Linked DNA regions of Mus musculus: all the other regions are linked to region 1. Evidence: chromatin contacts called from public promoter capture Hi-C data. All regions are on one chromosome and are shown on one strand. Each heading gives the region's core, a stretch centred on a gene start, on an enhancer-like site or on the middle of the called end of the contact. The rest is flanking DNA. Distances are from core to core; before and after follow the strand shown. Region 1 holds the start of H3c15 (H3 clustered histone 15). Region 2 holds the start of Mrps21 (mitochondrial ribosomal protein S21). Region 3 holds the start of Hjv (hemojuvelin BMP co-receptor). Region 4 has its middle 13 kb from the start of Gm9054.

Region 1 (5,619 bases), core at 1,633-4,132:
ATACAAAAGTTCAGGGCTGGAGATGGCTCAGGGTTTAACAGCCCTTGCTGCTCTTGCAGAATATCTGGGTTCCTTCAGTTCCCAGGACTACATGGTTGCTGACAAGCCTTCAGCTCCAGGGGATCTAACTCCTGGTCTCTGAAGGCACTAGGTATGAAGCACTAACAAAGAAATAGAAGAGTCAATGTTATAACATCCTTTATAGGAATAACACATATCAGGAATAACACGTACCAAATTATATTTCAAGACAAATACTTAAGGATCAAAAGTATATTCTAAGGTCATAGGATGTCATTCTCGTGATCTGCAGTCAGTCCATAAATGCAGGGTTGTGTAGTCTTTGCTGAACCCTTGATCCACCTCTCAAATTTGTGAGTCCACATATGCACATAAATATCAATATCAAATTTAATCAGAATCCTTGATAAACCTTCAACTTCTCAACTTAAAATGCTTTTCAGCTAGCCATCCTAATAACACTGCCTACCTAAGCCTGGCGGTGGTGGCACACACCTTTAATCCCAGTACTTGGGAGGCAGAAGCAAGCAGATTTCTTAGTTCGAGGCCAGCCTGGTCTACAGACTGAGTTCCAGGATAGCCAGGGCTATACAGAGAAACCCTGTCTCGAAAAAACCAAAAAAAAAACAAACAAACAAACAAAAAAACCCACCAAAATCCAAAAAAATCCACTGCCTACCTAGCTTCAACCCAAAATCCTAGTGCTACACTCTTGCCGATTCCTCCACAAGACTAGAATTCCATCTCCACAATATGTAACAATGTAAAATATAAAGATTGTAACTATGTTACTATGTAACAATATACCTGTTACTAGAGCTAAGCTTACACTCAATATGCCTAATCAGTGATTCTAATGCATCGATAACGAACCTTATTACAAATTTCAGAGATTGAAAAATGCTGGCTGTATTTTACCGAGCATAACTGATGCGATGCTAAAATAATGGCAGTCCGGATATGGTACTCCGAGTCACTCTAGCCCCAGACAGCCTGGAAGGCTCCTAAAAGGAGCTTCTGAGAGCCATCAGGACAAATGATAGACAAAAGCAGCAGCGTAAGGTTTACTTTTTAAGTTATTTCGATTCCTTATGTACAAATCTGAGTGGCAAAAAAATAATTTTAGTAAACCCCAGGCGAACTGTACTTGGTCTTTTCAAGCACTCTCAGATGTGTATGGATTAAGAAAATAACCTTTAAATTTAACGATTTTAAAGTAAGGCTCCCAGCGATAAACGCTTAAAATGAAACAAGTAGGTTTTACACTGTTTCAAGTAGAAAAATAAAGAGGCTATGAGAATTATCCGCTACTCCTTAGGTATAAAAAACTAAATTTCCAGTATTCCTCGAAGGAAAACCTACACTTAAGTAAGTGATTAACTCAGGCCCTCTTGGATGCAGGGCACACTTTGCCAGCTTCCAGAGCAGGAGAAACAGCGAGCAAGCCCAGCCGCCCGGCGACCCGCGGAGTGTCGCAACGACGGCCGCACGCAAATGAAGCCACCGAGCACGCGCGTCGTGATTCGCGCGTTCCAGGGCGGCGCCGGGGCGAGGGAGCCGGTCTTATGTAAATGAGAGGCTTCTGTCCGCGCGCTCCTATTGGCCACGGCGTCAGGACGCGTGTGAGCCAATGAGAGCGTCGGGCGGACAATCGGGTCTGCGTCTATAAAAGGGTGAGGCGTCGGCGCCGGAGTACCGTTTCCTGGTTGTGGCCGTTCGTCTGTTTGCGCTTTCGTGATGTCCGGTCGTGGCAAGCAAGGAGGCAAGGCCCGCGCCAAGGCCAAGTCGCGGTCTTCCCGGGCCGGGCTACAGTTCCCGGTGGGGCGTGTGCACCGGCTGCTGCGCAAGGGCAACTACGCGGAGCGTGTGGGTGCCGGCGCGCCGGTATACATGGCGGCGGTGCTGGAGTACCTAACGGCCGAGATCCTGGAGCTGGCGGGCAACGCGGCCCGCGACAACAAGAAGACGCGCATCATCCCGCGCCACCTGCAGCTGGCCATCCGCAACGACGAGGAGCTCAACAAGCTGCTGGGCAAAGTGACGATCGCGCAGGGCGGCGTCCTGCCCAACATCCAGGCCGTGCTGCTGCCCAAGAAGACGGAGAGCCACCATAAGGCGAAGGGCAAGTGAGGCCACTGCTCGCGTCGGCCCGCGTCTCTGTGATATAACCCCCGCGAGCTCCTAAAAAGGCTCTTTTCAGAGCCACCCACTGAATCAGATAAAGAGTTGTGTCACGGTAGCCGGTCTTGGTGGCCTTTCCTGGCCCTGCCCCAAAAGTAAGAGTGTCGTGTCCTCTGCTTCCTTGCCCATCCTGCCCGTGGTTCCCCCTGGTAGTTAGTCTGTTGTCGCTCTTTGGTTCATGCCCTGCCTCGGCGGAGCGGATACGCGGTTCTCGCTGACCGTCCCAAGCATTTAGCCCCTATCTGCCCACACCCTTGTCCTACACAACACTGTCCCTCACTCAGCGTCCACCCGCCTGACCCTTCCCAGGACTAAGACTCAACTAGGACGTCTAGGCCAATCTAGACATAAGTCGCAGTCAGCCGCGCTCTCGTCCGGTCCTTGGGGAATGTCTAGGAGGAGGAGGTGTCCCGCGAGGACTGGACGCGGCCGGCTCTAGGGATCATGGGGGACTGGGGCTGGGACTGTGGCTGTGGCTGGGCGGTGCTGCACAAACACTAGATTAGTTCTGCCCTGGGACTTTGGGCGGCGGGCGGGGGCGCGCGAGCTCCTCTTGGGCAGAGCCGGGACCCGCCCTCTACGGGCAGCTGCCAGACGTGGCTCCACCCTCGCAGAACGTTGGCAAGTGGACCGGGCGCGGGGCTGGACGTGGGGGGCGGGTGGGGGCGGGTCAGGTGGCGTGGCGGGCCCGAGCCAATGGGCGAGGTCGGGGCCGGTGACGCCACGGCCAATGGCGCGGCAGCGCGGGAGTTTCAAGTCGCTGTCTCCGCCCCGCCGCGGGGAAGACTGCGCCTATAAAGGCGGCCGGCTCGGGCCGGTATCAGGTCCCCGAGTGCTCCTCGTTTGGGTGTCTTCCGTCTTCGCCATGGCCCGTACGAAGCAGACTGCCCGCAAGTCCACCGGCGGCAAGGCCCCGCGCAAGCAGCTGGCCACCAAGGCCGCCCGCAAGAGCGCCCCGGCCACGGGCGGCGTGAAGAAGCCGCACCGCTACCGGCCCGGCACCGTGGCGCTGCGGGAGATCCGGCGCTACCAGAAGTCGACCGAGCTGCTGATCCGCAAGCTGCCGTTCCAGCGCCTGGTGCGCGAGATCGCGCAGGACTTCAAGACGGACCTGCGCTTCCAGAGCTCGGCCGTCATGGCGCTGCAGGAGGCGAGCGAGGCCTACCTGGTGGGGCTGTTCGAGGACACCAACCTGTGCGCCATCCACGCCAAACGCGTCACCATCATGCCCAAGGACATCCAGTTGGCCCGCCGCATCCGTGGGGAGCGCGCTTAAGCGCCCTGTCTCCCATCCATTCCCCACAAAGGCTCTTTTCAGAGCCACCACAGCTTCCCGGAAAGAGCTGTTTACTTCGCTTAGAGCTTTGTCCGCACATTATCCCGCTCCATAGCTCTAGGTTGGTATCTGACTTATACCTGTTATGTCTACATAATGGTTGCTTTCAAGGAAGGTTTGAATGCCCTTAGTGTAAGTTGTTTAACGTTAATTGCGGTCTTATTCAGACTCCTAGCTTGTTAACCCGAAGTAGGTTCACCACCTCAGTCTAAGGGGAGGGGATAATCTTACGGAGGGTTGGGGCTTGGTGGATACTATGTAATGTTCCTACCCAGCTGGAGCAGAGAAGGCTTTGTAAGTAGCTGAAGGCTGAGATCTAGCTTACAGCTCATAATTACATCACCAGACTTCTGGACGACTGAAGATTATTGTTGCTCATTTAATGCAATGTCTGAGGCTTACGGGGCTCAACGTCGGTGGTAAGTGGACTATGAGTAATATCCAGTGATAAAGCTTTGTTCTCTAACACTTGATTAGAAGACCTGCTAGCTACTTGGGATTCAGCATTTATTGCTATGATATGGTTCAATGGCAATTGGGTAGTTTTTCCTCTTACTCCTATTAATTTACTTCAAAATGACAACTCCATTCCCCCCTTCCCACTTTGGCAGGCACCTTTCTGGACCGAAATACACTGGATATCAAAGGGGAATCCCTTTACAATTCCTTAGCGTGAGGACAGTCTTTGCAGGGGTGGGTGTCGGACCTGAGACTCAAGAGCACAGTAAATACCTTATGGAGATCACTGTCATGGACCTTCCTTTCGGTTTCTGCCGGAAACTTCCAGAGAGCAAACTAGCAATAGTTAAAGCTGTGTGGAGACAGCCCATTTGTCCCCAGCATCTTACTGAGCTTTGCCTCAAAGGTTGGGCCCAAAAGTTCTTAGAACTAAGTGATTTTGGTCCATCAAAGCTCTTAGTGGCTAAGCAGACCCCCTCAGCATGCAAATTTACTCCATGAGTTGAAACTAAGGCAGATTTAAAAGCAAGATATCAACCAATTTAAATACAAGAGCTCTGGATGCTGACAGGCTGTGTATGTCATGGTATGTAAGGCAGTCAGGGATCCCTAGCGTAGGAAGGAGAGCTATGGCCTCCCTTTGCTGTTCTCACTTTTAAGGTCGCCTTATTCTCTCTTAGGACTTGTGAGTACTCATTGGCCAAACTCAAAGACTCAAAGGACATGGGAGAGAATGGGAAAAGGAAAAGGAGGGGGCAGTTTATACTAGGCAGGGCAGGACCTGGCTGATATTAGACAGAGGAAGTCTTCTAGGTTAATCTCTGATTTCCTATCACAGGTAAGCCTTTGATGTCAGTGACTTGCCTGCCTCACAGTCTCCCTCCCGGGGCTGCTACTCAAGAGTTGTGCACCTTGACCATGAGTGAGTTAAGTCAGGTTCTCCTCTAAGTTGCCCTAAGTCTTCTTTCACTGGGGAAGAAAACCAGCTGACAGTACAAATCAGTGTGCGGAAATACAGATTAGTGGACCAAAACTCCTCTTAACCAGCCTGGAACCAGGCCTCTCCAGGACACCGCTGCTTAATGCAGTAGCCACCTTAGGGAGCACATACATACATACATACATACATACATACGTACATACATACATAAACTTGTAAAAGAACATTATCATAATCTCAGGTGTTTCCAGGAAAAGTCAGCCACAGAACTGGCATTATTAATGGATTGTGGGTTTTTTGGGTTTTTTTTGTTTGTTTGTTTGTTTTTTACAGCTGATGGTAACCTCACCTTGTAGGACAAGGGTAGACATGGACACAGGTAGAGTGAGGCTGAAAGGGGCTCTTAAGAGTTTCAGTTAAGCAGATGTGGTAACTTGGCCAGTTGGAGAATGGAAGAGAAAGGAACTTTAGGCCTGAGTACTTCCCAACCCGTGGGTCACAACCGTTCCTTTGGGGGCCAAATGGCTTCTGGGTTGCCCAAGACTATTAGGAACACAGAGATTTACATGATTCATAACAGTAGCTAATTTACAGCCAGGAAGTATCAATGAAAATAATTTTGTGGGGTTTTTTTTTTTTTGCGGGGGGGGGGGTCACAACATGAAGTGTATTAAAGGGCTGT
Region 2 (5,619 bases), core at 878-3,377, 370 kb after region 1:
TTTTTCAGTCTAGTAAAAAAGAAAATGATAACAAGAGGAGAAGAGTTGGCTCAGCAGTTAAGAGCACCTGTTACTCTAGCAGAAGACCCAAGTTCAATTCCCAGCATGTACATGGTAGCTCTCAACCATCTGTAATTCCAGGCCCAAGGGATTCAGTGTTCTGTTCTGACCTCCAGGCACAGACATAACACACATACACATACATGTAGGCACACACATACATGTAAGCAAAATACTCATACACATATAATAATAAAATAAACCTTAAAATTAAAACAAAAATTAATGAATTATCTTACATTATATCCCATTCGATTCTTTTTTTAAATATATATTTTAATTAGGTATTTTCTTCATTTACACTTCAAATGCTATCCCAAAAGTTCCCCATACCCTCCCCTCTCCACTCCCCTACCCACCCACTCCCACTTCTTGGCCCTGCTGTTCCCCTGTACTGGGGCTTATAAAGTTTGCAATATCAAGGGGCCTCTCTTCCCAATGATGGCCGACTAGGCCATCTTCTGCTACATATGCAGGTAGAGACACGAGTTCTGGGGGTACTGGTTAGTTCATATTGTTGTTCCACCTATAGGGTTGCAGATCCCTTTAGCTCCTTGGGTACTTTCTCTAGCTCCTCCATTGGGGGCTCTGTGATCCATCCAATAGCTGACTGTGAGCCCATTCGATTCTTATGACCAATTTTGTGAGACCAACAGAGTAGATGTTAGCATCATTTTACAAATAAGAAGCCAGATTGAAAGTTCATGTTTAGCAAGATCTAGATTATAAGTATTTGTAGGTCACAGATCTCCATTTCTTCTACCCAAGTCTACCACTATAGCCCAAGAGAGCCGTATAATATCAACAAATAAACATGGTAGTATTCCAATATTTTTATTTAGACAAAAAGTGCAGACCCCTAGTCTGAGTAACTTGTTCAAAGTCATACGTCTGCTGATGCTTAGAATCTGAAGCTAGAACTCCTTTCTAACGGATTACGTACTGTCCATAGAATTAATTTTGCACTTATTATATGCGACTGGGCCTAAAATTGTGTCTACATACTGTCAGTTGTACAAGAGACACTGGAATAGTATCAGCAGTGCTTAGCAGAGGACAGTCATTCAATTAGGTTTGCTGACAAGCACAAAGGTGTCTAGCTTCAGTTTGGGACTTTGGATTTGGCTTACTACGAGGCAGGCTTAAATTTTGTGTGAATACCTATTAACTGATAATGACCTGGCCAGATGGCCCGGTGGTTAAGAAAATTAATTGCTCTTGCAGAGAACCCAGGTTCTGTTCCCAGTACCCACATGGCAGCTCAGAGCCTCCTATTAACTCCAGTTCCAGGGCCCCAACACCTCTCCAATCCTTCTTGAGCTCCTGCACGCACGCACGCACACGGTGCACATACATACACGCAGGCACACGTACACACACACAAAATAAAAGCAAATCCCTTAAAGAAGTAACAGATGAGGGTGCATCTGTGTGTGTTGTGGGTAGGTTTTTCTGTATATGGATACTTCTAAACCCATGTAAATAACCATATATGGAGATGTGGGGATAACATACACATAGGGTTGTCCAGACGTATGGAAGAAAAAAAAATTCTACTAGATCTTACAAGGCAACAAATGGCAAAGTTGGCATTAAAACAACAATATTTTGATTTAAAATTCTGCAGGCGTTTCCCATTTGTTTCTTTTTGATTCTACTTTATTTAATGAAATGGCTTAGGTAGCTGATGCAATGGGAAACTCACAGTATGTAATTTCTTTTCTTAACTTTTAGGCAGATTAGGGGGTGTGGAGCCATTTTTTTCACCCGGTGAGCAGATCTGTCCTTTTTAAATAGAAAATATTCTCAGGACGCTTCCCATTTCCCATCCAGAAAACGAAATCGCTCAAATCTAGTAAAAGTTTAACAGGATTAGAGCTACGGATCGGGCTGACCTTCTCGCAGACCCGACGACCGCGACTCCTCCATAGGAAGGTGAGGACGCTGTTCCTTTGACTGTCAGGCGGAAAGTCCAGCGCCTGCGCTCAGCACCGAACCTTCGCAAGGTCAGACGGTAAGCGGAGCTGCAGTCGGCTGAGCCCTGCAGCGTAGCTTCCTCCCGTCGCGGGACTCCGTAGCTTCCGCTTCCGGTCCGCAGAGACCCGGAGTCCGAATTCAGAGGCCCCAGGTAGGGAGCTCGAGGGGTGTGGGGGGGTTCACTGAGCTGCAAAGCGAGTATGGCGGGAGGGCAAGATTTCGCGTGGTGCCTAGAGGCGGACGAAGAGTTCTTTCTAACTCTCAGCGGAAACCTATTTTTTGGTTTGCTTTGCTTTGCTTTTTCGAGAGTGTTTTTATGTAGCCCTGGCTGCCCTGAAACTGGCTCTGTAGACGAGGCTGGCCTCGAACTCAAGAGTTCCGCCTGCCTCTGCCTCTCAAGTGCTGGGATAAAAGGCGTGGGCCACCACTGCCCGGCAATTATCTTTTAATTATTTCTTGGTGTGACCGGGGGGTTGGGAGGGGCGAAAGTCAGGACAGCTTGCAGGAGTCTGTCCTCTCTTTCCACCGTAAGGATCCAGGGCTCTAACTCGGGTCATCAGGCTTGGTGGCAAGCGCCTTTACCTGCTAAGCCATATCACTGCGTAGTGAAAGAAATGTTGCTAACAATTTGCTTGTACTTTTTCATTAAAAAAAAAAGTTATTTATATTTTATGTGTGTGAGTGTTTTACTTGCATGTATGTCTGTGCATCACAGAGGTCAGAAGAGGGTGTTGGATTCCCTGGGACTGTATGTGTTGTGAGCCACCCTGTGGGTACTGGGAATCGAACTTGGATCCTCTTAACTACTGAGCCATCTCTCCAGACTTACTTGTACTTACTAAGATATGGAGAATTCCTCCAGCCCAGTTCTGTGGATCTCAAGCTGGTTCTGTTGCTAAATTAAATAAAAACTACCTATGGTAAGTTGTGACTCTGTTGGGCTTTGTTCTCTTACATTGAGTCTCTGGTTTCCATGCTCGATGTCCAGTCTGTAGTCCCGGAAGAATGAAGATTTAAATACGAGGCCATGGCTAAACATCTGAAGTTCATTGCCAGGACAGTGATGGTTCAGGAGGGGAACGTGGAAGGTGCCTACCGGACCCTGAACAGGTAAAATGAGTCGAGTCTTGCCTGGACCAGCCGTGGGAAATGTGAGGTGATCCTGCACCCAGCCTACCACCTCATAAAGCCTACCACTGGTGCCAGCTCTGTGTAGGCTCTGAATACCACCACCTCCACCTCCTCCTTTTTTCCTCCTCCTCCTCCTCTTTCTTCTTCCTCCTCTTCTTCTTTTAAATTTATTTATTGTGCATACAGTGTTCTACCTGCATGTATGCCTGCATATCAGAAGAGGGCACCAGATCTCAGTACAGATGGTTGTGAGTCACCATGTGGTAGCTGGGAATTGAACTCAAGGCCTCTGGAAGAGCAGCCAGTGCTCTTAACTACTGAGTCATCTCTCCAGCCCCTCTGGACACTTCTTATCCCTTCAGTTTATTATCCTAAAAATGAAGTTCTCCAAATTCAGCTCGATGGAGCTTATCCAACAAGCAGCTATCATCCCTTGATGATAAATCTGAGTTCTATCCAAAGACCCCGAAAAACTGCTGGGCACACTGTAATCCCAGCACCTGGGAGGTAGAGACAGGAAGAATTTGAGAATAATTTAGATGATGGTGACTAGACTCAGTCTCAGATGACCCCTCCTCATGTCAAAAAAAAAAAAAAAAAAAAAAAAAAGTCTGGGAGGGGAATGAGAAACAAGAAGCAGAGGCATGGTGCATTTCAGCTGAGCCAGTATCTGTGGAATAAGGCTACTAGAGAGGATTAATTCCTCTGTGATTTTTGTTCATCTCATGTAGCTCAGGCTGGCCTAGAATGGGCAGTGTAGCCAAGGATTACCTTGATTCCTGATCCTCCTGCCTCCGTCTCCCAGATGCTGAGGTTGATCGTGTGTTTGATATTGTTTACGTGCCTGGCTAGCAAAGATGGATTCTAATTGTGCTCTTGAAGAAATAAGTCATGGATGAGAAGGCATTTCAGGTTCCAAAGAGTTATAGCATAAGCAGACACATAGAGCTAGGGGCTGGAGAGATGGCTCAGTGATCAGGAATGCTTGCAGTTCTTGCAGAGGACCCAAGTTTGGTTCCCAGTACCAACAACTGATGTTAGGGATCCAGTACACTCTCCTGCCTGCCCTCTGCAGGTCACACATGTGACAGAAACAAACCTACACCTCCACTTAAACACAGTGACACGGCTGGAGAGGAGAGGCTCCGTGGAGAACTGTCTGGACACTACATTGTGGGTGGAGACTAGTCCGTCCAGATGATACTGTACCACTCTAGTTCTTTTAGGCTTCCGTAGCCTGGCATGCCTTTTTATTTCATCTCTAATGATGTGTGTGTATGTGGGCATGTGCACTTGAGTGCAGGTTGCCAGAGGCTAGAAGCATTGGCCTGCTTGGAGCTGGAGTTCTGGAAGTTGTGAGCCACTGACCTGGGTGCTGGAAGAGAGAGAGGTGCCCTTGTAGCCAGTGAGGTCTTTCCAGCTCTTGCTTTGTTTGGTTTGGCTGTGGTGTGTTTGTTTGTTTGTTGAGAGGGGTCTCACTGTGCAGCTCTGGCTGGTCTGGAGCTGCTGTGCAGCCGGGTTGGCCTGGAGCTTATAGAGCTTTGCCCACTGTGCTTCCTGAGTGCTGGCATGTGTGCCGCTGGGCTCCTCTTTTTAGCTTGTCACTTTTTCTCTTATTTCCTTGGCCATCAGGCCGAAAGACATAATAAGCTTTATTTTAGCATGAAGATTGTTTTGCTGCAGGTAGTGGAGAAAGTTCTCTTATGTGACGGTGGTGCTCCGCCAACTAAGTCCTCCTCTGGTTCACTTAACGCTCATTTTCAACAGCACCTACTTCCTTGCCCACTTTTCCATACATAATGAGATGTATACCTCTTAGCTACTTTCAAGACTATAAAGCAAAGCATAAGAAATAAAATATTTCTCATCCCCTCTGAACGAGAGGCTCAAACTATTCTTTGAAGCCAGGTCACATTCTTATCTAATTATTACTAGATTTATTTATTTACTTACTTGCTTATTTAGTATATGAGCACTCTCCTGCATTTATACTTGCATACCAGAAGAGGACATCAGATGCCCTTTCAGATGGTGTGAACCACCATGTGGTTGCTGGGATTTGAACTCAGGACCTCTGGAAGAGCAGTCAGTGCTTTTAACCTCTGAGCCATCTCATGCCTATCACCTCCTTTGCTCCCTAGCATAATCTCGGGACAAGCCCAGAAGTGCCAGACAGGGCTCCTTTCAGGGCCTCCTCAGTCCAGGACCTTGGCAAAATGTGGGCATGTTGTTTTGGCTGGGAATCGAACCTAGGTCAAGCAGCTGTGCTCACCACTATACTACCAACACTACTTGGTTTTGTTTTTAAAGATATATTTTATTTTTCTTTAATCCTAGCACTTTATCTCTGTGAACTCACGGTCAGCTTGGTCTAGATAGTGAGATCTAGGTCAATCGGGGCTATGTCTCAAAAACCACAACAAACAAAATATTTTATCTTTATTTATGTGA
Region 3 (5,619 bases), core at 1,943-4,442, 290 kb before region 1:
TCGGAGGGCATCCCCCAACACACAGCTGTAGGTCCTGCTCTGCGGAGAAGGCCCGCGCCACATCCTCTGCTACCCTGATGGAGAAGGAGAGCTGCCCAGCTGTCTGTCGAATGATGATAGTTGTTCCAATGTAGGCAGCTCGAATCTCCACGTGACTCCCAAGGTTAGCAGTTTGAATGGACAAACTCGAGCCCCCAGGTCGGTCGCCCCCATTGATAGAACCATCTTCAAAGGCTGCAGGAAGATTGTCCACCTCAGCCTGGTAGACTTTCTGGTCAATGCATTCCTGCATGTTTTTAAATATGATAGTGATCTATGAGGACAAGAGAGAAAATACTTCATTAGGGCCCAAAGCATCCTCACGCCAATCAAGCTGCATAGAGAGTCAGGGATCCGATCCCAGCAGAAATGCGAGTTTCTTCCGGGTCCTCAGTCCTTGATCCTATCCCCTACTGTGTTCCATTAATAGTGCCTGACCCCCACTCAACCTCCTAATATCTCTCTCCCTATGCCTCTCTCTATCTGCCTCTCTCCCTCTCCCTCCCTCTCTCTCTCTCCTTTTTGTCTCAGTCTCAGCAACTCCCAAGTTACTTGCTTTGAAAGAAATTCCTGAATTACATTTACAAGAGCAAATGTTTGATGGAAGGAAGCCATTCAGGATGGAAGGGAATGTTTGGGAAAGACAAGAACAGGGAGCTGGGTGGCTGAATAGTGGGAAGAAGAAGGAGTGGTATGGCGGACAGACCGTGAGAGGGCTCAAGAAATTGTGTTGGGATGAAAATCGAATCTCTGACCTTCCGGATGGTGGTAGCGTTGGCTCCCGACGAAACCGGGGAGCTGGTGGCCTGGACAAAGAGGAAGTCGTTATCTAGCAAGGGCCAAGCTCCTTGGACACGGCATGTGTGAAATTGGTTGTGGAAACTGCGCACATGGGGATCTCCAAAGGATGCGCAATGCAAGAAGCCCGGGGCTCGACCGTGCAGCCTGGAAAACCGGGCCTCATAGTCACAGGGATCTGGGGTCAGGGGCGCTGGCCCGGCCCCGGGCAGGGCGGGGCCCCGGGCCGGGGGCGGGGCCGTGGGACCCTGGCGTGAGCAGTTGTGCTGGATCATCAGGTCCTCTATGCCATGCACCGCAGAGTGGAAAGCAAGGTCCCCGCGGCAGGTGCGGGCCGTGCGCCGCGTGCAGAGAGCGTAGGAGCGCAGGGCGCGACACAAGCCACCTGAGGCCAGCCCACCACGGCCGCCTCCACGCGGCGTGTCCGGTGAGCCACCTCCCCGAAGACTCAGAGTGGACGAGACATACTCGGCATTGCAGCGGAGGATCTTGCACTGGGAGTGAGCTGGGGACGGAAGGGAGAGGGCAGTGAAATGAGACACAGGTTCTATCCAAGTCCAGTATGCACCTAACTGCCAAAAACCATCCGCCATCCCACCGTTCCTACCACTCAGCGTGGCCGCTTTCCCAATCTCAACCTTCATTCTCCCAATCCTTGCCTCCTTCCCTCCTTTCCTCTACTAAAAACGTGTAAAGCAGTCAGACTTCTTTTCCCTGGGGTCTAAGGACGCCATCTGTGTCCTTCTTCAAGTTAAATGGGAAACAAGACAGGCCTCTTTCAGAGTTGGGAGGTGCTGGGACTCAGCACACATCCCTCCTCACTCTCCCCCCACCCCCCACACCCCCACACCCCCACCCACCCCCACCCCCGCGCGCTCATTCCTACCCAGCATCCTAACCTCTGGATATGTCCAACCCTTCCCTGGCCCTTCCTTACCCTGTCCACAGAGGAGCAGCAGGAGAGTGAGGGTGCTTAGAGTTGGAGGGCTGCCGTGGGGGGACCGGGGACTAGGGGACTGGCCCATACCTATCCAGCCAGGTCCCCCCAGGCACCGGTTCTTCCCAGATGATGAGCCTCCTACCTAGTGAATTTCTCTGGGTACTTCTGTGACTGGAAGAAGAAATTTGGCTGAGTGTGGGGAAAGAGAAGGGTTGGAGACCAGTCAAGATGGTGGGTAGAGAGAGCATCTGAAGAGACCAAAACAAAAATGAGACAGACTGGATCTTGGGAAGAAGGAGGCTTCCAGAGGGTGAGCGTGGCTGGTGAGCCTCTGTGCCCTGCCCCTGCGGCCACCTTCAGGTCCCTTGTGCAATATGCCTACGGGGGCGGGGTGGTGGTGGAGGGAAGGTTGAGTGACCTCAGTGTGCAGAGTCCAGTGTACTGCCCCATCCTGACTACCAAATAGCAGATGTGCCAAAAATGGAGGACCCCTAGAGAAAGTGAGGTTCTGACCATGTCAGTGGGTCCCCAGTAGCACCAGGATCTGATCACGCTTTAAGAACATACTTCTTATGGATCCTTCCCACCAGAAACCACCTGCCGTTTCATTTTCTTCACTGTGTTAGAAGGGCACAAAGGGTAACATGGTAGGCAGACGCCCTGTCTACGATATCACCTTCCCAGTGAAAGGAGAGCCGGTCTCTCAGCCTCTCCAGAGGGCTGACAGTACGATCCCTCTCACAGGATGGGGTACAAATCAAGCATTCAAATTAATATATGTTTCTGTCTAACAGTTCATGTGTTTTTCCAGACCCAGCTGAAAAGCCCAATCCAGACACTCCTGGTCTTTTGAGGAGAACAGATATGGGGGAGGGTCTGTCTCCTTTTCTCCTGTCAAAACCCTACTTTGGGATAAGCATATGAGCAGGAGGTCAGAGAGGTCTTGAGGTAGGGATGGGAGTGTAACTCGATGGTAGCTGAGTGTTTACCATGCTCAAGGCCCTGGGCCCAGTCCTTAGCACTGCCCCCTCCCCCTCTCCCAAGGTCTTGGTGTAATAAGATGGAGAGGAAAATAGGAAAGCCAGAGAGAGGCAGCATTAAACATCAAATGGCCATGGATTAGAAAACATCTAGGCAAGAGGAAAAGTGAAGACTGGGGTAGTTGCTAAGGGGAGATCTTAGTTTTCAGAACAGATGTCTGTAACTTTATGAAGTTCTGGCCTTGACCCAAAAGCTTATCAAAGTGATCGACATTTCATCTGGACTTACTGTTTCCCGAGGTCAAGCATTACTCTGATACTGGGTTCTCGAGCCATAGTTGCCTATTCTGTTGGTCTGCTCCAGCCAGGGGGTCCCCCATCTCTTTCTCCATGATTGCCCCGGAATGGCTGCAGTCTCACTCAGGTCAGAGAGCCAGAGGAGGTTTGGTGTGGGGGGAGGGGGGAGGGAGAGTATATGGTTGGCCCAAGTACTGGACAGCTGAGAGGAGGAGGGAGGTGCCTACTGAGTTGACAGTTTTAAAAATAGCTAGGTCCAAAATTCCAGGAACGTTGGTGGCAGTGGGGTGTGGGAGCTAAGGCAGCAGGAACGATGAGCAAAATAAGGATGGAATATGGAAATATTGGATACCAAGGGAGGGAGAGTATAAAGAAAGATGATGGCCAAGTCATATATCCAACTGTAGCTTATAAGCTGCCACTCAGGCCCTCCAGCATTCCCAGTAATGAACTCAGTATTCCCAGTAATGCCTTTAAGACTGCTGGTGGTGATTTTGTGTGATGCCAGTCACTCACTGCTCTCATCCTCTCTTTACTGAGGATTCCATTGAATTTCTTCTACACATAATACACTGAGGTGGCCGGCTTTGAAGATGGACGGCAAGCATAGTTCAGAGACCCTCCCCCATCTCTGCCAACTATTTCAGAAGCTGAAAGGTCCAGCTGTCCCGAGAAATCCGAGAGCAGAATTGTTTCGAGAAGGGTTTATTCCGTCTGCCCAGATCAGATCTCTGCAGCTGTCTACTCTCTCTCCACCTTTTCCATTACACTAGTTTGTGCAACAATCCCTCCTCCCTCCTCCTCATCAATACAAACACAAAAAACAGAAGCTTCCAGGTTGCAGGGGCCGGGGCCGGGGTAGTAACAGAGGCAGAGAGAAGAATCGGAGTCAGTTTTGAACACTACTGATCCACAGAGGAGTGGCGTTAGATAGGTGAATTCAGAAGGAAGACATTTGGGAATATACTTTTATAGACAAACTGTTTGAAGATTCAATTATAATCAGGGTTTTAGCTATGTCCGTCTTTTCACCTGGTGGCATTTCTGGGACACTGTCCCACAGTACTTGCCAAGGGAAAGCAGCACAGGACTGATTACAAAGTGTGTCACAAAAGCTTCTGGCCCTGTCAGCTCTACATGAAGTTCTACAGGTCCACATGGTACATGGTCCCTTCTCAGGCACGCATACACACACACACACACACACACACACACACTTTACAAGAGAAGTGTGGGAGCACATGTATTTTTTATAATGAATTTAGCTTTTTCTCAACTATACAAGACCATATCACAATAATCTTTTACATTAAGTTATTTAGAACATGTCTGTCTCTGTGTGTCTGTGTGTACCTATGTGGATGTCAGAAACGTTATAGGAGTCAATTCTTTCCTCCCACCATGTGGGCGTTAGGGGCCAAATGTGAGGTTTGGTAGCTAGTTCCTCTACCTACCTGCTGAGCCATTTCACCAGCCCACATCCCAAGAACTTTTATTCCATAAAATTTCCCTGCACTGGATGGTTGGGTGTGTCAACTTGACACAGGCTGGAGTTATCACAGAGAAAGGAGCCTCCCTTGAGGAAGTGCCTCCATGAGATCCAGCTGTAAGCATTTTCTCAATTAGTGATCAAGTGGGGCGAGCCCTGCCCATTGTGGGTGGGACCATCTCTGGGCTGGTAGTCTTAGTTCTATAAGAGAGCAAGCTGGGCAAGCCAGGGGAAGCAAGCCAGTAAGTAACATCCCTCCATGGCCTCTGCATCAGCTCCTGCTTCCTGACCTGCTTGAGTTCCAGTCCTGACTTCCTTTGGTGATGAACAGCAATGTGGAAGTGTAAGCTGAATAAACCCTTTCCTCCCCAATTTGCTTCTTGGTCATGATGTTTTGTGTAGGAATACACACCCTGACTAAGACATCCCCCAACTAAATTAATCAAGTGACTTTAAGACATACTAGGTTGTCTATAAAATGCAAAGTGGCATATACTCTGAAACCCAAAATACGTGCAAAAAAAAAACAGTTTCTTGAGGCTGGAAGGATGGTTTAGTGGTTGAAGCACTTGCTGCTCCTACAGGGAATTCAGGTTCCACTTCTATCACCCACATGATAGCTCATTACTAACTGTAATTCCAGTTTAGGAGCTCCAATACCCTCAGTTGACCTCTAATGGCTTCTGCACACAGTTAGTGCACAGACATACATACATTCAGGCCACATACACATACATGTGGTGCACATACACACATACACTCAGGCATACACATATGCACATAAAATTTAAAAAATAAAAATATTTTTAAGGAATCAGTTGTTTTGAAACAGAGTGTTGTTATATGTGTGGTCCCAGCTGGCTTAGAACCTTTTATGTTGGCCAGATGATTTAGATAATTACCCTGAAGGTGCTGGGTTATAGGCAGGGGCCACTGTGCCCAACTAGTACCAAAGTATTTTACAGTCCTCACTATCATTGACAGTGGCGTTGGTATTATTCTGGAACTATTTTGAGTTTGCTGTGGGCTTAAAAAGAAATTAAGGAAGGCTGGAGAGATGGAGCCACAGTTGAGAG
Region 4 (5,619 bases), core at 1,157-3,656, 270 kb after region 1:
ATGCCCCTCCTGGCCTCTGTGGGCCCCACACAAGCCTGTGCATGTGTGCATGCTCTCATGCACACACACACACCCCAAAATGAGAAACCTTGGAACATTTGTGCTCCGCTTCTCCCACCCTAAATCCCTAGCACTGGTGGCTTTCGTTGTAAATAGGAAAGAGTAGGCTTTTCAGCATGATGTGCCTGTCTTAGTTTGAACAAAAATGTCCCGATAGGCCCATAGGGAGTGGCAGTATTCGGAGAAGTGGCCTTGTTGGAGTAGGTACATATGGCTTTGTTGGAGGAAATGTGTTACTGGGAGCGAGCATGGTGGTTTCAGAAGCTCAAGCCAGGCCCAGGATCTCTCTCTCTCTCTCTCTCTCTTCCTGCTGCCTACGGATCCAGATGTAAAACTCTCAACTACCACTACAGCACCACATCTACCTGCGAGCTGCAATGCCAAGATAATAATGGACTAAACCTCTGAACTATAAGCCAACCCAAATTAAATGTTTTCCTTTGTAACAGTTGCCATGGTAGCCAGGCAGTGGTGGCGCACACCTTTAATCCCAGGAGGCAAAGGCAGGTGAATCTCTGAGTTTAAGGACAGCATGGTTTGCAAAGGGAGTTCCAGGACAGCCAGGGCTACACAGACAAACCCTGTCTTGGAAAACAAACAAAAATGTTGCCATGCTCATAATGTTTCTTCACAGCAATGAACCCGTATGACAATGTCCCTCATTCACAGCCTAGGATGCTTGACAGTGATACACCCCAGACACACGCTCTGATCTGATGCATCTCATTTAAAGCCTTCTTCATACCTGGACTGAAGGATGCTAATATATATATATATATCCACAAATAATAAAGACCAGAGATCAAGTTATCTTGTAATGTCCAAACCATCCTCTCTTGAAACTCTGCCGTACTTGCCGGCAAATGAGCTCTCCCCATGAGCAGTGGCTACTGACTATTCATTTAACACTGTTGAGAGCTGGACTGACAAATGAGGCTCCCCGATGCCCTGATTTATGGAGAGGGAAGGAAGCTCCCTATCTAAAACCAGGAACGTGTTTGGTGTAAGACAACTTGTGCGAGACCTCCCAGTCCCAAGCTTTCTATCTCCTCTGTCCTCTGATCTCCTGATCCTCTCTCTCAGAACTGTGTCACTGAAGGAAGGCTTGCTGGTCCAGGTCATAACACATACGTATTTGCTTGAATTTTCCTCTATCAGCCACAAGGCAACTTCAACCAGTCAAATACCACCAATGACTGGCTCTCCTTTTAGAGTCTAATGCTCTATGTAACCTGGAGTAAGTGCTCTTCCCGGACTTGGAGCTCCCTTTAGAGCAGTGGTTCTCAGCCTTCCTACTGCTGCGACCCTTTAACACAGCTCCTCGTGCTGCTGTGACCCCCAACCATAACCTTATTTTCCTTGCTACCCCTTAACTGTAATTTTGCGGCTGAGTAGTGTCTCAACCCCGAAGGCCATTTTTCAGCGACTGGGTTCTGAGAGAGAGAAGACCTGGAGATCAGAAGATAAAGAGTCTAGAGGACAGAGAAGATAGGAAAGTTTGGTTTTCGGAGGTTTGACTACTCTGTCTTCCCTGCGACCCACAGGTTGAGAACCTGTGCTTTAGCGTAAGGCTCAGTACTCGTCAGTGTGTTCCCAGGCTCTGAATTCAAAGCACAGGGCCTCAGGCCACATTGTTTCTCAAGTCTGACACATCCTAAAATCTCTACTAATGCCCGAGAGGTAACTGTGCTTCCCCAGCCTTTATCAGATCACTGTGTATTCCCTAGGAAGACAGTCTCGGAGCCTCTGGATGGCTCAGCACTGCACTGATGCCAAGTTAATAACTTTAAATCTTGGGAAAGCTGGTCTTTGGTGTAGATTTAAATCTCTCCAGACGAATCTTCAAGAAAACCAAGGAACCAGCAGAATTGGTTTTAAAGCGTTGCCTTCCCCTCCACTGCTGCCTCGGCCCAGACATCGGTTCTCACAAGCGCAGCGTCGGGGACCCCAGCTTCCATGCAGTTAAGTCCAGTGAGCGTGGGAACCATCGCTTGACCCCCAAAGGCGCAAGAAAACAGAAACAAACAAAAGCAAATACCTTTTGAGAATTTCGTTTGAAGCACCAAGTGTAACGGAGGGCGGGGGATGATTTCTGAGATTAGGGGGTGTTGGGGGGGTGCAGAACTGTGGAGAGCGGTTTCGGAAGGGCGCCGCATACCAGACAATGAGCTACAAGAGCCTCGGGCTGTGGCCTCAATGAGGCCTTTCAGCAGCCCCACACTGCCTCGCTTGTTCCCCTAGAGGGGCGCTTTCTGGAAGCTAAGCCCTCAGCTGGCAAGAGCAGGGACCCCTGTGCCATTTGTCTGTCAACTTCTTTAGAAGGCGAAGCCTCCCGTACAGCTGTCTCGCTTCGCATTTCCTTTCTGCGCTTGGATGCTCGCGGTGACAGACGGAGGCGGCGGCAAATGAGGGGCCCTGTAAAACCGCAAGGAAAGAAAAAGTCTAAAGTGCCCCAGGTTCCCGCTTGCGGCTGTTGGAGAAAGCCTCGCCCCTCAGAGAAACCAGGACTAATTAAGAGGGAGAAAGGAAAAGCTAAGCCAGGTCTCAGCACTGGAAATCAGTAGGATGCTCCCCAGAGCCTAGAAGCACCAAAAACTTCAAAACCAAATAAGAAGCGCCTGTGGTCTACCCGCCCTTTCCAAAATTTAAAAATAGGAATCTTTTAGAGGGTGAATTTCACCTCAACAACTTAATTTCTTTAAATCTTTTCACCTTTAACCAAGTCTGTTGACATTACTACCCAAAATGATCCAGACTGACAAATATCTCTACATGCAGTTTCCCCAAAATTTGTTTTGTTGTTGTTGTTGTTTGTTTGTTTTTTGAGGGTCTTTTTTTTTCTTGTTTTACTACACTTCTTGAGCGTACCCCACATAGTTTTTACAGAGAATGTATCTCCATGCTTCCTTTAACGGCTTGGTAAGAACAGCTTGGCCCGGGCGAGCACACCCGGAAGACGTCAGCACGCCTAAGAAGAACTGAAACTCAATGTTTTCCACAAACAACAAGTTTCAAAAATTAGACTTGACTGTTGAAAATAAGCACCTTAGGGGATGTTATTTTAAAAGCATGCCAACGTTGGTTTTTTGTTTGTTTGTTTGTTTGTTTGTTTGGGGAGATGGGGGCGGTGCGGTATGACAGTCACGTTCATGTAACCCAAGCTGGCTCTACCTTACTTTGTAACTGAGGATGGTCGGAACCCACGACCCTCGGGAGTCACAGGCACACAATACCAGTTCTGGCTAGCACTGTTCCTTTAAGAAAGAAGAAAAAAGTAATAGTTTGATGAATTCTAATGATTTAGTGAAAAAAAAAATTAAGCTTAGTCCTAAAATGTGATATAAAAATAATCAAATAGATTATCATAAAATGAGAACGTGCTCATCCTTAATAATAATTATAATAACCACATACTTTATCATAAAACAATATCTTTTGCATTCAATTTAGCTTTCTAACTAAGTGTGACAACCAGGAAATGGACTTGGCTATGCACTGTGGTAAGAGTTTAAATAAGAATGTACAATCTTCTATCAAGCAATTTACTAAGACACATTAAAAACTGTATTGAGGCTAGAAGGATGGTTCAGTGGTTAAGAGCATATACTACCTTTTCGGAGGACTCAGGTTGAGTTCCCAGCACCCACAGAGAGCCTCACAGTGACCTGGGGACCCAACACCTTCTTCTGGCCTCCTAGGGAGAGAGCTCTTACATGCACAGACACATACAGGCACAGACACCTAAATAAAGATTAATCTTTAAAAAGAAAAACAGCATCCTTGCGTGTGGTGGTGCCTGCCCTTACTCCAGCACTCGGGAGGCAGAGGCAGGTGAACTCTGTGAGTTCAAGGCCAGTCTGGTCTGCAGAGTGAGTTCCAGGACAGCCAGGGCTACACAGAGAAACCCTGTCTCCAAAAACCAAGCAAAGCAAAGCAACACAACAACAGCAAAACTTGATCCACAATCCTAAAGACAACTATTGCTCTCGGAGCTGAGGAGGAAACCTGAAGCCTCACAGATCTGAGGTAAGCACTCTACCCACCGTGCTATACCCTCAGACTAAGACAACCCTTCCTGTGTATCTCCTTCCAATTCTTTCAAAATCACTTAAAATATATTTGTGATCGTGGAATATAGTTATTTACTTTGATTTTTTTTCTCTTAAAACAATGGGCATTTGTTTTAAATGCTCACAATTACTTAAAATGCCTACATGGCCATAATGGTGTCGTAATTTGTTTAATATTCCCCAACTTTATACCATCCATTTCCTCATATCTGCTGCTTCAGTACCTGTCTTTCTTCAAAAACTATTTCATATTCAAGAGTTTCCTCCTCAGGTCTGATTCCTGCAAGTGAAGGAGTGCTGGGTTAGAGGTGTGCAGGAGTCAGTCTCACCTTCCACCACGAGGGTCTTGAAGGTCAAATTCAGATTACAGAATTACCTGGACAGGAGTACATTTACCTACTGAGCCAAACTACCGGCTCTTCTAAAACATTTCTTACATGTGGCTATTAAATTTTTTTACATGGGGCTGGCAAGATGGCTTAATTAGGGCTGGTGAGATGGCTCAGTGGGTAAGAGCACCCGACTGCTCTTCCAAAGGTCCGAAGTTCAAATCCCAGCAACCACATGGTGGCTCACAACCATCCGTAACGAGATCTGACGCCCTCTTCTGGAGTGTCTGAGGACAGCTACAGTGTACTTACATATAATAAATAAATAAATAAATCTTTTAAAAAAAAAAAAAGATGGCTTAATTAGCAAAGTGTTTGTAGTGCAAACATGTGGATCAAAGTTTGAATCCCCAGCACCTCCATAAAAAACCCAGTATGGGCAGCTGGAGAGATGGCTCCCTGGCTAAGAATACTTGTTGCTCTTGCAGAGGATCCAGATTTGATTTCCAACACATACATGGTGATTCACAACCATTTGGAACTCCAGTTCCAGGGCATTCAATGCTGTCTTCTAACCTCTGTGGGCACCAAACATGTATGTGGGTGCATATACATACATACATACATACATACATACATACACACACACACATACATGCATGCATGCATGCATACATACATACATGCAACAAAACACCCTTACACATAAAAGTGAAATGAAAAGAAAACACCCAGTATAGAAGCCTGCTGTAATCCCAGCACTAGGGAGGTGCAGACAGGCAGGTCCCTGGGGCTCAATGGCTGTTCAGCTCAATGAGTACAGAACTGAAAAAGGAGGAGGAGGAGGAGGAGGAGGAGGAAGGAAGGAAGGAAGGAAGGAAGGAAGGAAGGAAGGAAGGAAGGAACTGAAGAGCAAAGTGGAGAGAAGCCCACCTGACTGGGGCCAGCAAGCTGGGTCAGCTGGAAAAGGTGTCACTCACCATGCCTAACATCTAAGCCCAAGCTCCAGACTGTCATACTGGAAGGAGAAGGCCAGCTCCCAAAAGTTGTCCTGTGGTTTCCATAGATGTGCACACCCACACAAACACGAACACACACATGCACACACACGGGGATGGGGTGGAGGCAAGTTTTTTTTTTTTTTTCAAGACACAGTTTCT

Evidence for each region. Promoter capture Hi-C pulls out the DNA fragments that hold promoters and counts their contacts.
Region 2: a promoter capture Hi-C map of pre-B cells shows a contact between it and region 1, with 8 times the contacts expected there. The contact joins the promoter of Mrps21 here to the promoter of H3c15 in region 1. A contact is called at or near these places in 16 of 39 promoter capture datasets (the 3T3-L1 cell line, 3T3-L1-derived adipocytes, the SN4741 cell line and 11 more), 1 of 15 datasets of contacts at CTCF or cohesin (large pre-B cells), 8 of 115 datasets of contacts at active chromatin or transcription factors (the SCID.adh cell line, bone marrow-derived macrophages, effector CD8 T cells and 4 more) and 5 of 9 other capture datasets (adipose tissue, embryonic stem cells, liver and 2 more).
Region 3: a contact with region 1 is called in a promoter capture Hi-C map of liver. The contact joins the promoter of Hjv here to the promoter of H3c15 in region 1. A contact is called at or near these places in 2 of 39 promoter capture datasets (cranial neural crest and liver) and 1 of 9 other capture datasets (liver).
Region 4: a promoter capture Hi-C map of hippocampal neurons shows a contact between it and region 1, with 3 times the contacts expected there. The contact joins the enhancer-like site here to the promoter of H3c15 in region 1. A contact is called at or near these places in 15 of 39 promoter capture datasets (the 3T3-L1 cell line, the C10 cell line, the HPC-7 cell line and 9 more), 1 of 15 datasets of contacts at CTCF or cohesin (large pre-B cells), 8 of 484 Hi-C or Micro-C datasets (the G1E-ER4 cell line, cranial neural crest, embryonic fibroblasts and 2 more), 29 of 115 datasets of contacts at active chromatin or transcription factors (the 230-238 cell line, the HPC-7 cell line, the NIH/3T3 cell line and 20 more) and 4 of 9 other capture datasets (adipose tissue, embryonic stem cells, liver and 1 more).

The regions. Positions count from the first base shown.
Region 1 is chr3:96,236,390-96,242,008 of GRCm38.p6, reverse strand. It overlaps H3c15 (H3 clustered histone 15), which reads left to right and starts at 2,882. Exons shown (of 1, transcript NM_054045.4): 1 at 2,882-3,530. The coding sequence starts at 3,068. The coding sequence ends at 3,478. It overlaps H2ac19 (H2A clustered histone 19), which reads left to right and starts at 1,635. Exons shown (of 1, transcript NM_178212.3): 1 at 1,635-2,230. The coding sequence starts at 1,759. The coding sequence ends at 2,151.
Region 2 is chr3:95,868,022-95,873,640 of GRCm38.p6, reverse strand. It overlaps Mrps21 (mitochondrial ribosomal protein S21), which reads left to right and starts at 2,127. Exons shown (of 3, transcript NM_001355759.1): 1 at 2,127-2,188; 2 at 3,026-3,147. The coding sequence starts at 3,065. C920021L13Rik (RIKEN cDNA C920021L13 gene) reads right to left here and starts at 2,119. Exons shown (of 4, transcript NR_040446.1): 1 at 1,956-2,119.
Region 3 is chr3:96,522,758-96,528,376 of GRCm38.p6, reverse strand. Hjv (hemojuvelin BMP co-receptor) reads right to left here and starts at 3,192. Exons shown (of 4, transcript NM_027126.4): 1 at 3,047-3,192; 2 at 1,775-1,948; 3 at 795-1,342; 4 at 1-313. The coding sequence starts at 1,862.
Region 4 is chr3:95,969,833-95,975,451 of GRCm38.p6, reverse strand. No RefSeq gene overlaps it. Among named protein-coding and RNA genes, the nearest start is that of Gm9054, 13 kb to the left of the region's middle. Within about 2 kb of position 2,406, at least 150 of the 459 cell types and tissues checked have an H3K27ac peak or open chromatin away from gene starts, as enhancers often do. A contact at or near this core is called in the 230-238 cell line, the HPC-7 cell line, the SCID.adh cell line and 14 more, where this site is marked.